Regions from separate parts of the Oryctolagus cuniculus genome. Here region 1 is linked to region 2. A link is a contact called in public Micro-C data. All regions are on one chromosome and are shown on one strand. Each heading gives the region's core, a stretch centred on a gene start, on an enhancer-like site or on the middle of the called end of the contact. The rest is flanking DNA. Distances are from core to core; before and after follow the strand shown. Region 1 holds the start of ATR (ATR serine/threonine kinase). Region 2 holds the start of U2SURP (U2 snRNP associated SURP domain containing).

The links. Hi-C and Micro-C count contacts between places; a contact is called where the count stands out from the background.
Region 1: a Micro-C map of ear pinna shows a contact between it and region 2, with 6 times the contacts expected there. The contact joins the promoter of ATR here to the promoter of U2SURP in region 2. A contact is called at or near these places in 5 of 6 Hi-C or Micro-C datasets (ear pinna, embryonic fibroblasts, psoas muscle and 2 more).

The regions. Positions count from the first base shown.
Region 1 is chr4:139,312,582-139,318,500 of mOryCun1.1, reverse strand. ATR (ATR serine/threonine kinase) reads right to left here and starts at 2,754. Exons shown (of 47, transcript XM_051859026.2): 1 at 2,375-2,754. The coding sequence starts at 2,433.
Region 2 is chr4:138,831,944-138,837,751 of mOryCun1.1, reverse strand. It overlaps U2SURP (U2 snRNP associated SURP domain containing), which reads left to right and starts at 1,401. Exons shown (of 28, transcript XM_051818666.2): 1 at 1,401-1,542. The coding sequence starts at 1,498.

The DNA.
Region 1 (5,919 bases), core at 1,505-4,004, 480 kb before region 2:
TCTTCCACTGTCTTCCCAGATGCATTAGCAAGAAACTGTACTGAAAGCAGAGCAGGGGGCTGGCACTGTGGTGCCGCGGGTTAAATCACTGGCCTGAAACGCCAGCATCCCATATGGGCGCCAGTTCTAGTTCCAGCTGCTCCTCTTCCAATCCAGCTCTCTGCTATGGCCTGGGAAAGCAGTGGAAGATGGCCCAAGTCCTTGGGCCCCTGCACCCACGTGGGAGACCTGAAGGAAGCTCCTGGCTCCTGGCTTCGGATCAGTGCATCTCCAGCCGTTGCAGCCATGTGGGGAGTGAACCAGCAGATGGAAGATCTCTCTCTCTGTCTCTACCTCTCTCTGTAACTCTGTCTTTCAAATAAATAAAAAATAAATCTTAAAAAAAAAAAAAGAAAGAAAGCAGAGTAGCACTCTAGCCAGCACTCTGATATGGGATGCAGACATCACAAATGCGAGTTTAACCATTTGCACCACAATGCGGCCCCACCATATCAATGTATCTTAAGACAGCAAGTTTTAAACAGGAAGATCAGACCTTCTGAAATGACTTATGAAAGGAACCAGTCAGTTCTGATGGAATGAACAATAAATGCAAAGCCTTAAAGGCAGGAATGATCTTGGTGCCATGGAGAAACCAGGTCAATGTCACTGAAATAAACAAGACAAAGACAGAAGAGGATGAGATGAGAAACAAGTTGAGACCAGATAGGTCCTTAGAGGCTTGGTGAGAGTCTGGATTTTATAATAAATGTGGAAGGCCAAAGGAAAGCTTTGTGCAGGGCTATACTGTTATATAATTTACAATATGATCAACAGTTGTGAAATCACTTATTGACTGCTGAGTGGGAAATCCATTATTAAGTGAGGAAAAGTGGAAATGAGAGTTCACTTGAGAGGTTACCATAATGGTCTAGAATAGAAATTATGGTGGTAGCAGCGGAGATGGTGAGAAGTGTCAGATTCTAGATGTTTTTCAAAAATATGATTGACAGAATTAGCTTGTGGATTATCAAGGGATAGGAGAAGCAAGGAAGACTCCCAAGCTTCTGGATGGTACATTTACAATAACATGGGAGAAGGAAGAGTTTAACCAGGAGTTCTACTACTTGGGATATGTTAATTTGCATTTCCTAGTACGAAAGGTGAGTAGGGAACCTAACATATATTTTATATATGATAAGCAAAGAATTTGTATAGGACACAGGACATCCAGTGAAACTACTAGTATACACTTATATGGACATAGACATAGACACAGATATGGATGTAGTTACCCTGTGTGTGCTGAGAAGGGGTAGCAACCATCAACACTCTTCCCCTCTCTCCCTAACATACTGGCGTTCAAAACTTTACTCTTGGGGTTTACAGAAAACAAGCACTTGCACATGAAGTAATATTAAGTTATCTTCAAGCTTTGGCAACACTTTTGTACATTTTTGTGGACCCTGTGGCCAATCCCTTGGATTTCTCACTAAACTAACGGGCCAGGTATCCGCCATCCATACGCACAGGGTCATATCTTCAGAATGGACTATGATGTCCCTCAAAAGAAAGAAACCAGCTGCCTTGTCCAGCAACTGACCTCTGTGCAGAAAACCAGAGAGGTTATTTTTCTTCTAAGGGCAGTTTGGGGACAACACGTAAACTAGTTCCTCCAAGAGCGATCATAAAGAATAGGAGCCTGGAGGGGGTTGATGGGTTCATGTCACTCATCTAAGGAGAGAAGTCTTCAGGAAGCCAATGAGTGTAGAGGGGCCGGCGCTGTGGTGCAGCGGTTAAAACCAAAGCCTGAAGAGCCAGCATCCCTTATGGGTGCCGGTTCTAGTCCCGGCTGCTCCTCTTCCGATCCAGCTCTCTGCTATGGCCTGGGAAAGCAGAAGATGGCCCAAGAGCCTGGGCCCCAGCACTTGGGCCTGATTCCAGGCTTCCAATCGGCTCAGCTCCGGCCGTTGTGGCCACTTGGGGGGTGAACCAGCGGATGGAAGCTCTCTCTATATATATAACTCTGTACTTCAAATAAATAAAAATAAAATCTTTAAAAAAAGAGTGTAGAAAAATGACTAGAAAGAGATCAGACGGGACTCTGTCCTCCAAGGCCAGAATGTAAGCCTCTAGATCCGGGCGAGCTCCCGGGTAACCCTGAGGTAAAGCGGCGCCAGCAGATGCCCCCTCCCCTCGGATCGACAGATCGCTGACGACGCCCCCGCTTCTGATCAACCGCCACTCCGACGGCGAAACACCCAGCACACACAGCATCTCCCCGTAAGGACCGCGGGGAATGCGAGGATCGGAGCCAGCGCGCGCCAGGGAAGAGCCGCCGGCCCGGCCGGGCGGAGAAAGACGCAACACCCAGGACTGCGGGGTCTGGCCCTACCTGCCCAGCTCCCGCAGGGCGGGGATCATGGAGGCCAGTTCCAGGCCATGCTCGCCCATGCTGAGGTTGCGAGGTCCTCGCCAACCACGCCAACTCGAGTTCCCCGCTTCGCCACCGCTATCCCGGGTGGAGAGGCGCGGCGCCCGACGGAGCCTCGCAGGGTCCAAAACTGCTCCCGGAAGCCGCGGCTGGAGCAGCTCGCCACGCCCCCTGCCGGGGCGCGTAGGACCCAGGGGAAGCCGCGAGGCCGTCAGGGGGCGGGGAAGCGGGCGGAGCGCGCGGAGCTCGAGTTGCCCGGGGCGGGTCCTGATGGCGCTCGCCGCTGTGCGCGGGCGACGCTCGCGGTAAAACTGGGGTTTGAGAGGGGGCGCTCGGCAGCTGAACTTTCAGAGACGCAAGATCATCGGATCTGAGGAGGAGAGGAACTTGACTGCCCCAGCCCAGAATCCCTGAATTCCGCGAGTCAGTGCCAAGGCCAGAGCCCAGATTTCCTCACGTTTTAAACGTTGCTCATTTTCCTACCACTCTTTGCCTCCTTCGAGAGGTAACAGGGCAAAAGGTGAATGTCTTGTGGTTTTTTGTGCAGTTTTTTCAACTTGAAGATCCTAGCAGCCTGTAATATTTAAAATGGAAGTTGGGTTGAATGTACCGCTGTCTCACTCCCTAACAGCCAGGCTTAAGCCAGGAGCCAGAGTTGACTCTGGGTCTTCCAGGTGAAAGGTACTCAGCTGCTTGACCCATCACCTGTTTCCTCTCGGGATGCACATTAGCAGGAAGCTGGAATAGGGAGCGCAGCTGGGACTTGAACCCATGCAGGCATCCCAACAGTGTCATAACTACAGTGCCAAATGCCTGCCCCTCTGGTCAGTTCTCTATGTCCTCATGGTTCAGGTTTTTTTTTTTTTTTTTTTTTTTTTTTGACAGAGTGGACAGTGAGAGAAAGAGAGAGACAGAGAGAAAGGTCTTCCTTTGCCGTTGGTTCACCCTCCAATGGCCGCCACGGCCGGCGCACCACGCTGATCCGATGGCAGGAGCCAGGAGCCAGGTGCTTTTCCTGGTCTCCCATGGGGTGCAGGGCCCAAGCACCTGGGCCATCCTCCACTGCACTCCCTGGCCACAGCAGAGCGCTGGCCTGGAAGAGGGGCAACCGGGACAGAATCCGGTGCCCCGACCGGGACTAGAACCCGGTGTGCCGGTGCCGCAAGGCGGAGGATTAGCCGAGTGAGCCGCGGCGCCGGCCGATTCCTTGCATTTTTTAAAAAAGGTTTATTTGAAAGGTAGAGTTACAGAGAGGCAGAGGCAGAAAGAGAGAGAGAGAAAGAGAAGTCTTCCATCTGCTGGGTGGTTCACTCCCCAAATGGCCACAATGGCCAGAGCTGAGCTGATCTGACGCCAGGAACTTCTTCCAGGTCTCCCACGTGGGTGCAGGGCCTTGAGGACTTGGGCCATCTTCTACGGCTTTCGCAGACCATAGCAGAGAGCTAGATCAAAAGTGGAGCAGTCAGGACTCAAACCAGCGCCCACAAGGGATGCTGGTGCTGCAGGTGACAGTTTTACCCACTGTGCCACAGCGCCAGCCTTACAGTGTAGTTTAGCTTCGTTTTTTTTTTTTGTCTAGATGGTCTGCCCATTGATGAAAATGGGGTGAATTCCCAACAGTCATTATATTAGAGTCTGTTTCTCTTATTAGATCTTATAATGGTTGCTTCATATAATTAAGTGGTCCAGTGTCAGATCCATATATTGTGAATATTTTTTATTAACTGTATTTTCAGCACCTCATTCTAATATTCATAAGTCATAATAATGTAAATGCGGACATAATACAGATGTTGGTTCCTGCATTTCTCCTAGTCCCCTTTTATCGTTTGTGGTGATGGAACATGGACGAGACAGTGAAGCAGATAGAGAATTTAATGTGGCTGAATTGTAGTGCCCCTAGTATTTCCTACAGCCAGTGTCCCAGATCAAGTCCACAAAAGGTCACTAACTAATAATTCCAGTGAGCCACCTACGTATAGAATTTTCCCTTAGGCTGGTGTTGTAGCATAGTGAGTTGAGCTGCTCAGCATTCCACATGGGTGCTGGTTCATGTCCTAACTCCCACTTCCAATCCAGCTCCCTGACACTGCCCCTGGGAAACAAGTGGAAGATGGCCAAGTTGTTGGGCCCCTGGACCCACGTGGGAGAGACTCAGAAGAAGCTACAAGCTGCAGCCACTAGGCTTCAGCCTGGTGTAGCCCTGACTGTTGCAGCCATTTGGGGAGTTAACTAGTGGATGCAAGATCTCTCCCTCCCCCTCCCCTCTCCCCCCTCCCTACCCCTCTCTAACTCTGCCTTTCAAATAAACAGATAAATCTTAAAAAAAAAAAAAAAAAAAAAAAAAAAAAAAGTGCTCACTGACAATGGAACTACTAGACAGTGACCACCAGATGGCACTAGAATCCAGTTGAGACCAACAGCCTGGCTTCTCAGCAAGATGCCCAAATTCCTGGCTAGCTATAGGTGCAAATTGCATCCTAAAGCATTGGATTTGTCTTTGCTCCATTTGTGGTATTATATCAGGATTTTTACTGTATAATACATCTCAAAGTATATATTAATACAGAAAAATTAGTTACTTTGTATTTTTTAAAGATTTATTTATTTGAAAGGCAGAATTACAGAGAGAAATGGAAAGAGAGAGAGAGAGAAAGAACTTCCATTTGTTGGTTCACTTTCCAAATGGCTGCAAGAGCCAGAGCTGGGCCAGGCTAAAATCAGAAGCATGGAACCCCATCTGGGTCTCTCCCATAAGTGCAAGGGCCCAAGTAGTAGGGCCATCTTCCACAAACTTCCACCTGTTTTCCCAGGTGCATTAGTAGGGAGCTGTACCAGAAGTAGAACACCTGGATTCAAACTTGTGCCCATATGGATTGCCAGTGTTACAAGCAGCAGTTTAACCACAATGCCGGCCTCTGTTTTCTACGTTTAAATGGACTTCAACAAATGGCTCCCTGGTATATACAATAATCTGCATTTTAAAAATTATCTACTACTTGAGAGGTAGAGACACAGATGGATGAAGACGGAACATTACTATTCACCAGTTCACTCCCCAAATGCCTTCAACAGCCAGGACTGGGCTAGGGCTGAAGCTGGGAGCCAGGAACACAACTCAGATCTCCTACATAGTGGTAGTAACCCAATTACTTGAGCCATCACCTCTGCCTCCCAGTCTGCATTAGTCAGGAGCCAGAGCTGGTATCAAATCCAGGTACTCTACTGTGGGACAGAGACATTTTTTTTTTTTTTTTTTTTGACAGGCAGAGTGGACAGTGAGAGAGAGAGAGACAGAGAAAGGTCTTCCTTTGCCATTGGTTCACCCTCCAATGGCCGCCGCAGCCCGCGCGCTGCGGCCGGCACACCGCGCTGATCGATGGCAGGAGCCAGGTACTTATCCTGGTCTCCCATGGGGTGCAGGGCCCAAGCACTTGGGCCATCCTCCACTGCACTCCCTGGCCACAGCAGAGAGCTGGCCTGGAAGAGGGGCAACCGGGACAGAA
Region 2 (5,808 bases), core at 152-2,651:
TATGACCAAAGCCCTGTTAGGGCTTGCTCGGCTGTTGGGATACAAACAGTTAACACCTGGTAAAGTGAGCCCCAAATAAGCATGATCCTTGAGACGCCAAGAAGGAATTTTATATGGCCTAAGATTCTGCTGGCTGGGACATCCCAAGCTGATAAGAACATAAACTGTTGACTTCATTAAACACCTGTCAAGGGGGTCTTCTCCCTGTTCCGACCCTCCTTGTGGGGGAATGTCCCCCTGCCAAGAGTCAGCAATATAAACAGACTGTTGCCCTCTGCGTGGTGGGCAGTCTCAGATTCCCAGACTGTTGCCCTCTGCGTGGTGGGCAGTCTCAGACCCCGGCTTGCTGTCCAGTGCGAATCCTACTTTCCCCGGCATGCTGCCCTATCCTTAATGGAAGCCTTTCCTGCTTTAACCAGGCGCCTCCTTGCTTCTTTGAACCCTATAATCCTAAACACCAAGCGGCCCTACCTGCCCTGCTGACGGCCACATTCTCAGTACACCGGCTACCTCAAGGCCCCATGTGAACTTTCTCCCCTCCACGCCTGCGGGGACCTGCACCGCGGGCTGTCGGGACTCACACTCACGCCACAGAGCTGCCACTTCAGCCATCCGCGCCGCCTGTAGTGCCTTTTCCCGCTTGCTTCGCCTGGCTCGTGTCCCGCGTGGCCTCGGCAAGCAAGCTTTCCCGATCTAAGAACTTCGTAAAAAAGTATTAAGTACAAGAATGGCTTATGGCAGCCCCTCCGCTGTGTGACTGAAAGTGAAAAAAGGATGCTAACGCTTAAAGCGCCATTTTAAAAAACGACACACAACTTACACGGAGGCCAGCCGCGGAGTGTTCACGACTTTCCCGCATTCCCTCCTGTCTGCAACGGGCTCATTCTGCAGACGCCCGTTTCTAGCGGATCTCCCTGGGATCGGAGGTAACGTTCCTCCCGGCCCCCCAGGCACAACCCTTATCTCGGTATTCACCACCTCAACGCCGGCAGACCAAGGCTCTGCCTTTCCCATCACCGTGCGCGCCAACAGCGTCTCTGCCGACCCCGCGCCTGACCCCTACTCGGCTCCGACCTATTTTCCGAATGGAAGCAAAGGCTCCTCCCTCAGATGGCCAGCGCGCTGTTTAAGCGCGGTCCTCTTCCCGCCCAGGAAATACAACTGGCTCCCATCCTTCAAGCCTTGGGGCACGGAAAAGACTGTGAAGTATCAGCCTGCCCTCAAAGTGAGGGCAACAAGAGTCTCCAAATTCCCGGACCCCAAAACGCCACCAAGAAGCCAGACTCCCCAAAACACCAGCCGAGTGAGTACGCGGGGTAGCGGAGGAATGTTAACTGACACCGGAAGTCACGTGGCACGACTCGGCCTGAGTTCACTATCTCGGCAGTCGGCTATTCAGCCTTGCAAGCGCCTCTGGCGGGCTTCGCTGAAATCGGCTTTTTCGGCGCTCGACTTGTTCGTGCTGCTGCCGCCGCCGAAGGAGGGGCAAAGCTCAAGATGGCGGACAAAACGCCAGGCGGATCTCAGAAGGCCAGTTCAAAGGTAATTTCTTAGAGGACTTCGCAAGTCAGTGGGTCTGTCGCTGCGTTCTGGGGCCTGCAGGGGCTTCTGGCCCACGGGCGGTCACTGGGGTTGGGGTCCGAGTTCTGGTTGCGTCAGTAGGCCCGGCCTCGCCGCACCCGTGGTGCGCAGGTTGAGAGGCCTGGTATCGCCCCTTAGTCCCAGGCTGGATTCGGCTCGAGACTGGCGTGTCCAGGAGGTGCTGGCGTGGGTAGTTCGGCCCGCGCTTGGCATTGGAGTGAAGTCAGGAATTCAGATTGAGGTCTGAAGCCCTGTAAACGCGTCCCCGGATCCCCGCTCGCTGGGCTCGGAGGCCGCCGCACAGCGCCTAGGAGAGGCGGGAATCGCTTCCCGTGGCTTAACTGTTTCTTTTTTCCTCGGTTCTTCGGTTTTAGATTTCACTCGCTTCCGGCCTTCCTGAATTTCACGCCTGCCGGGGCATAAATCATTTCTAGGGTCGCAGCTTAAGAGAGGAGGGACCAGTAGAGGAAGGGCACGGGGTGGGAAGTGCAGAGGCGGGAGCGGCTCTGCTGTGCGGAGCTGCCTCCCAAGGTTAGTGCCACACTCTACACGTGGTCACTCCCTCACTTTAGGGGAAGTAGAAACAAGCCCTTCTTTCGGGCGTCGAAGACTGGGGTCTCCTTCACCTCCATGTTGTGTGTTGCTCCAGCGAAAGAATTTGCGTTGACTTGGAAGCTGAGACCAGTAAATTACACTGGAGTTTACAGGGGGAGCCGAGTGCACGGATTGTGAAACCGGCCGAGTGTTGAATAGTTTAGGTTCTGGTTAGCATCAGGTCTTACGTGGGCCATCTGGGGCGGGCCACTTAATAGGTTTTGTTTTGTTTTTGCTTTGGGCTTCTTATCTTAAAAGTAAGAGGTACTTCCGTGAAGTAGTTGTTAATCTTTCAGATGCTGGTAGAAGAAATTTTGTCTGAGATGTTAAAAGCGTATATGACCTCAAGTCCTCTGTTAAAAACTTATGTTGACGGTTTAAGGGGAGAGCCTTAGGCTTACAGTTTGTAATGAGAAACATTTTCTGTTAAATAGCAATCTGTATGCCGTTTGGTGAATTCACTAAGTACTTTGCAGTTACCAAACATCCTTTAGTTACTTAGAAATTAAACCACTTTTAGCTGCTTTACATCTTTATTCCCTATCAGTTTTTCTTTCCTTCCTTTTGGGGGAGGGGTGTAGATGAATAGGTGGAAAACTCATCTTACACACTCTGTCCTTGGAGAAACTCAAGACAAAAGCAGCCTCACTCATAGGGAGTGTTAGTAAAGCTATGCTGGTAATAATTCGTGCTTCCTCTCAAAGTATTTGCAATAGTCCGTATTTGAGGCCTTGGATACAATGAGAATATTTCAGTGCTTTTCATGGTTGTAAATGTGTGGCTGCTTCATGTAATTATTGGCTCTTCCATTAATCTTTTTAGTTTATACTGCTTTAGGTTATCATCTGTTGATACTATTCACAGATTCCTTACTCATGTCTGTAAGAGGAATCTTGACTCAAATAATGTTACTGTGATTTCTGATTTCTCTGTTCATATAGAAACCACACAGTGTAGTGGAAAGATGATGGATTTTGATAACCACCAAGAGATTTGGATTCAAATCCTGACTTGGTAATTAATGTTTGCAATAATCTTAAAGCATATATTGCTTAAACTCTTGAACCTCACTTTCCTCATTTGTAGTGTGGACGTAGTCCCTCCCACTTTTTTTTTTAACTGACTATTATAAGGATTAAAGGAGGAAATTAAAAAGTACTTACTTTTCAAAATGTTAGGATATATTTTAATCCTTAGTCTTCAGCCATTGTAATGACCACCCAGGTTGCTTTTACTTATTTCCAACACAATGCTGGAATTTATTAGAATATAAACTTATTTTGGCTAGAACTGTAGTATTTGGAATTTCCAACCTTTATTTCTATGGTTTGATTTGTGTTCTTTGGAGAGAGCAGATAAGGGGCTTATATTCTGTAACACAGATGAAATGAACAGGGACTTCTGTTTTGTGTTAATTCTTTGGTAGTTGAAATCCCATTGATATGGATAGAAATGTTTATCAATCATATTTTTGGGAAATTTTAATTTTAAAATGTACATCATACAGGGTTTTTGCCATTTATCATGGCAAAGTCATTCATGGCTCTTAACTATAAGGAGATGAAATTAGATAACAACCACATTTCCTTTTAAGATGACATGTATGTGTAGTTGAATGACTTTCGTCATGTTGTCCCTAATGAAGAGACCCACCCATACCCTTTTATTTTCTGTGTAATTTTTTTTTAAGATTTTATTTTTATTTGAAAGGCAGAGTTATGGAGAGAAGAGATAAATCTTTTTATCAGTTGGTTCACTCTCAAAATGGCCACAATAGCCAGGGTTGGGCCAAGAAGAAGCCAGGAGCCTGGAGCTTCTTCCCGGTCTCCTATATGGTGCACGGGCCCATAAACTTGGGCCATCCTCTGCTGCTTTTCCCATTAGCAGTGAGCTGGATTGGAAGTGGAGCAGCCAGGACTTGAACTGGTGTCTATATGGGATGTTGGCATCGCAGGTGGTGGCTTAACCCACTGCACCATAGTGCCAGCCCCTATTTTCTGTAATTTTGTTGTACTTTTCATTTAAAGCACGGCGATAGACATTCTGTAAATGTTTAGAAATGAGCTAAAGTTTTCCTATGAACTTAGGTGTGTTTATCATTAGATTAAAATGTTGCTTAGTTGGGAAGGGATATTTGTGATATGTAGTAGCTTTAATTTTTGGAGAAGAGACAGACTTCCTATAATTGTTCACTTATAAAAGTGTTAAATGTATTTCCCTAGGATTTAATTTATAAAAATTAATTTGACTGTAAACCATTTTGTTTGGTTGTACAGCAAAATAAGTATAAAAGAAGAGGTGGTATTTTTCTTCTTTCCTATACTAATATTGCTGGTATAACAGGTTTGTGTGCCGTGTTGTTTTTGCTCTGTTAATAGTGTCTATTTAATCAAAAATTGGGTAAGGTAGTTGAATGGATAAAATAGGAAGTACTACTGGCTTCGTTATTACTTTAGGCACTATTTTGATTGACTGCCTTTGTTGGTTAACAAAAAGTATCACTTATAAGAAATAAATAAAATGAAGATCTGTTGAAGGCCTGTTGTCCTTTGGTATTTATTATCGCTAATGTATATGTTTTCTTGGTGATACATGAAGATTTAAATGTGGTGAAAAAATTCCAACAAAACCAGACCTTGAAAAGTAGACTCTTAGTAATTTTTCTGATTTTAGGTTAAATTAAATCTTTACTATGATTCGGTAGTAATTTTCTCTTTAAAGTGTAAGGTGATTAGTTTTTTGATGGAAGGTTGTGTTTCGGGTAGAGAGTGGAACTTCTGTTTTCTTGAGCACTTTTTAGAAACTTGAGTCTTCAGCACTGCTGCATGAATATGACTTGATCTTAATTGTTTTCTGAAAGCCCAGTTTTTATTTTCTTTTGGTTTTTACTTGTAAAACTGTGTTTTCTCTGGAAACTAAACCTATTTGCCTCAGTGGCATGTGAGAGAAAGTCATTTCATGTGTAAGCTGAAGACTCCTACCTCTTTATCCCTTTGTATAAAGATCATCATTTTAAAAATGATTACTTGGTATAGGATATTGAAAAAAACCTAATATTGTACATTATTTTGCTCATACTCTTATAAGTAGTTTTAACATTTTATTGCACACCAGCCATGTACTGGATGTTTTGCTGAAGTAACTTTTTATCTTTTTTTTTTTTTTTTTAAGATTTTTAAATTTATTTGAAAGTCTGAGTTGTAGAGAGAAACAAACCAAAAAAGAAAGAAAAGTCATCCATCCACTGGTTTACTCCTCAGATGGCTGCAAGGGCAGGTGCTGGACCAGGCCGAACCCAGGATCTTCCTCCAGGTCTCCCACGTGGGTGCGGGGGCCCAAGCACTTGGGCCATCTTCCGTTGCTTTCCCAGGCACATTGACAGGGAGCTGGATTTGAAGTGGAACAGCCAGAACATGAACTGATACCCATATGGGATGGCAGTATCACAGGTGGCAGCTTTACCTGCTATGTCACAACGCTGGCCCCTGAAATAACTTTCTTGAAAGCAAGATAAGTTTGTCAGTAGCCTTTGAAGCTGTTAGTATGTTAGATGTCTATTCCTTGAGTAAAGTTTTTCACAAGATTCTTCTTCACTTTTGATAAACTGTAGGACATTGAGTATACTTAGACCTT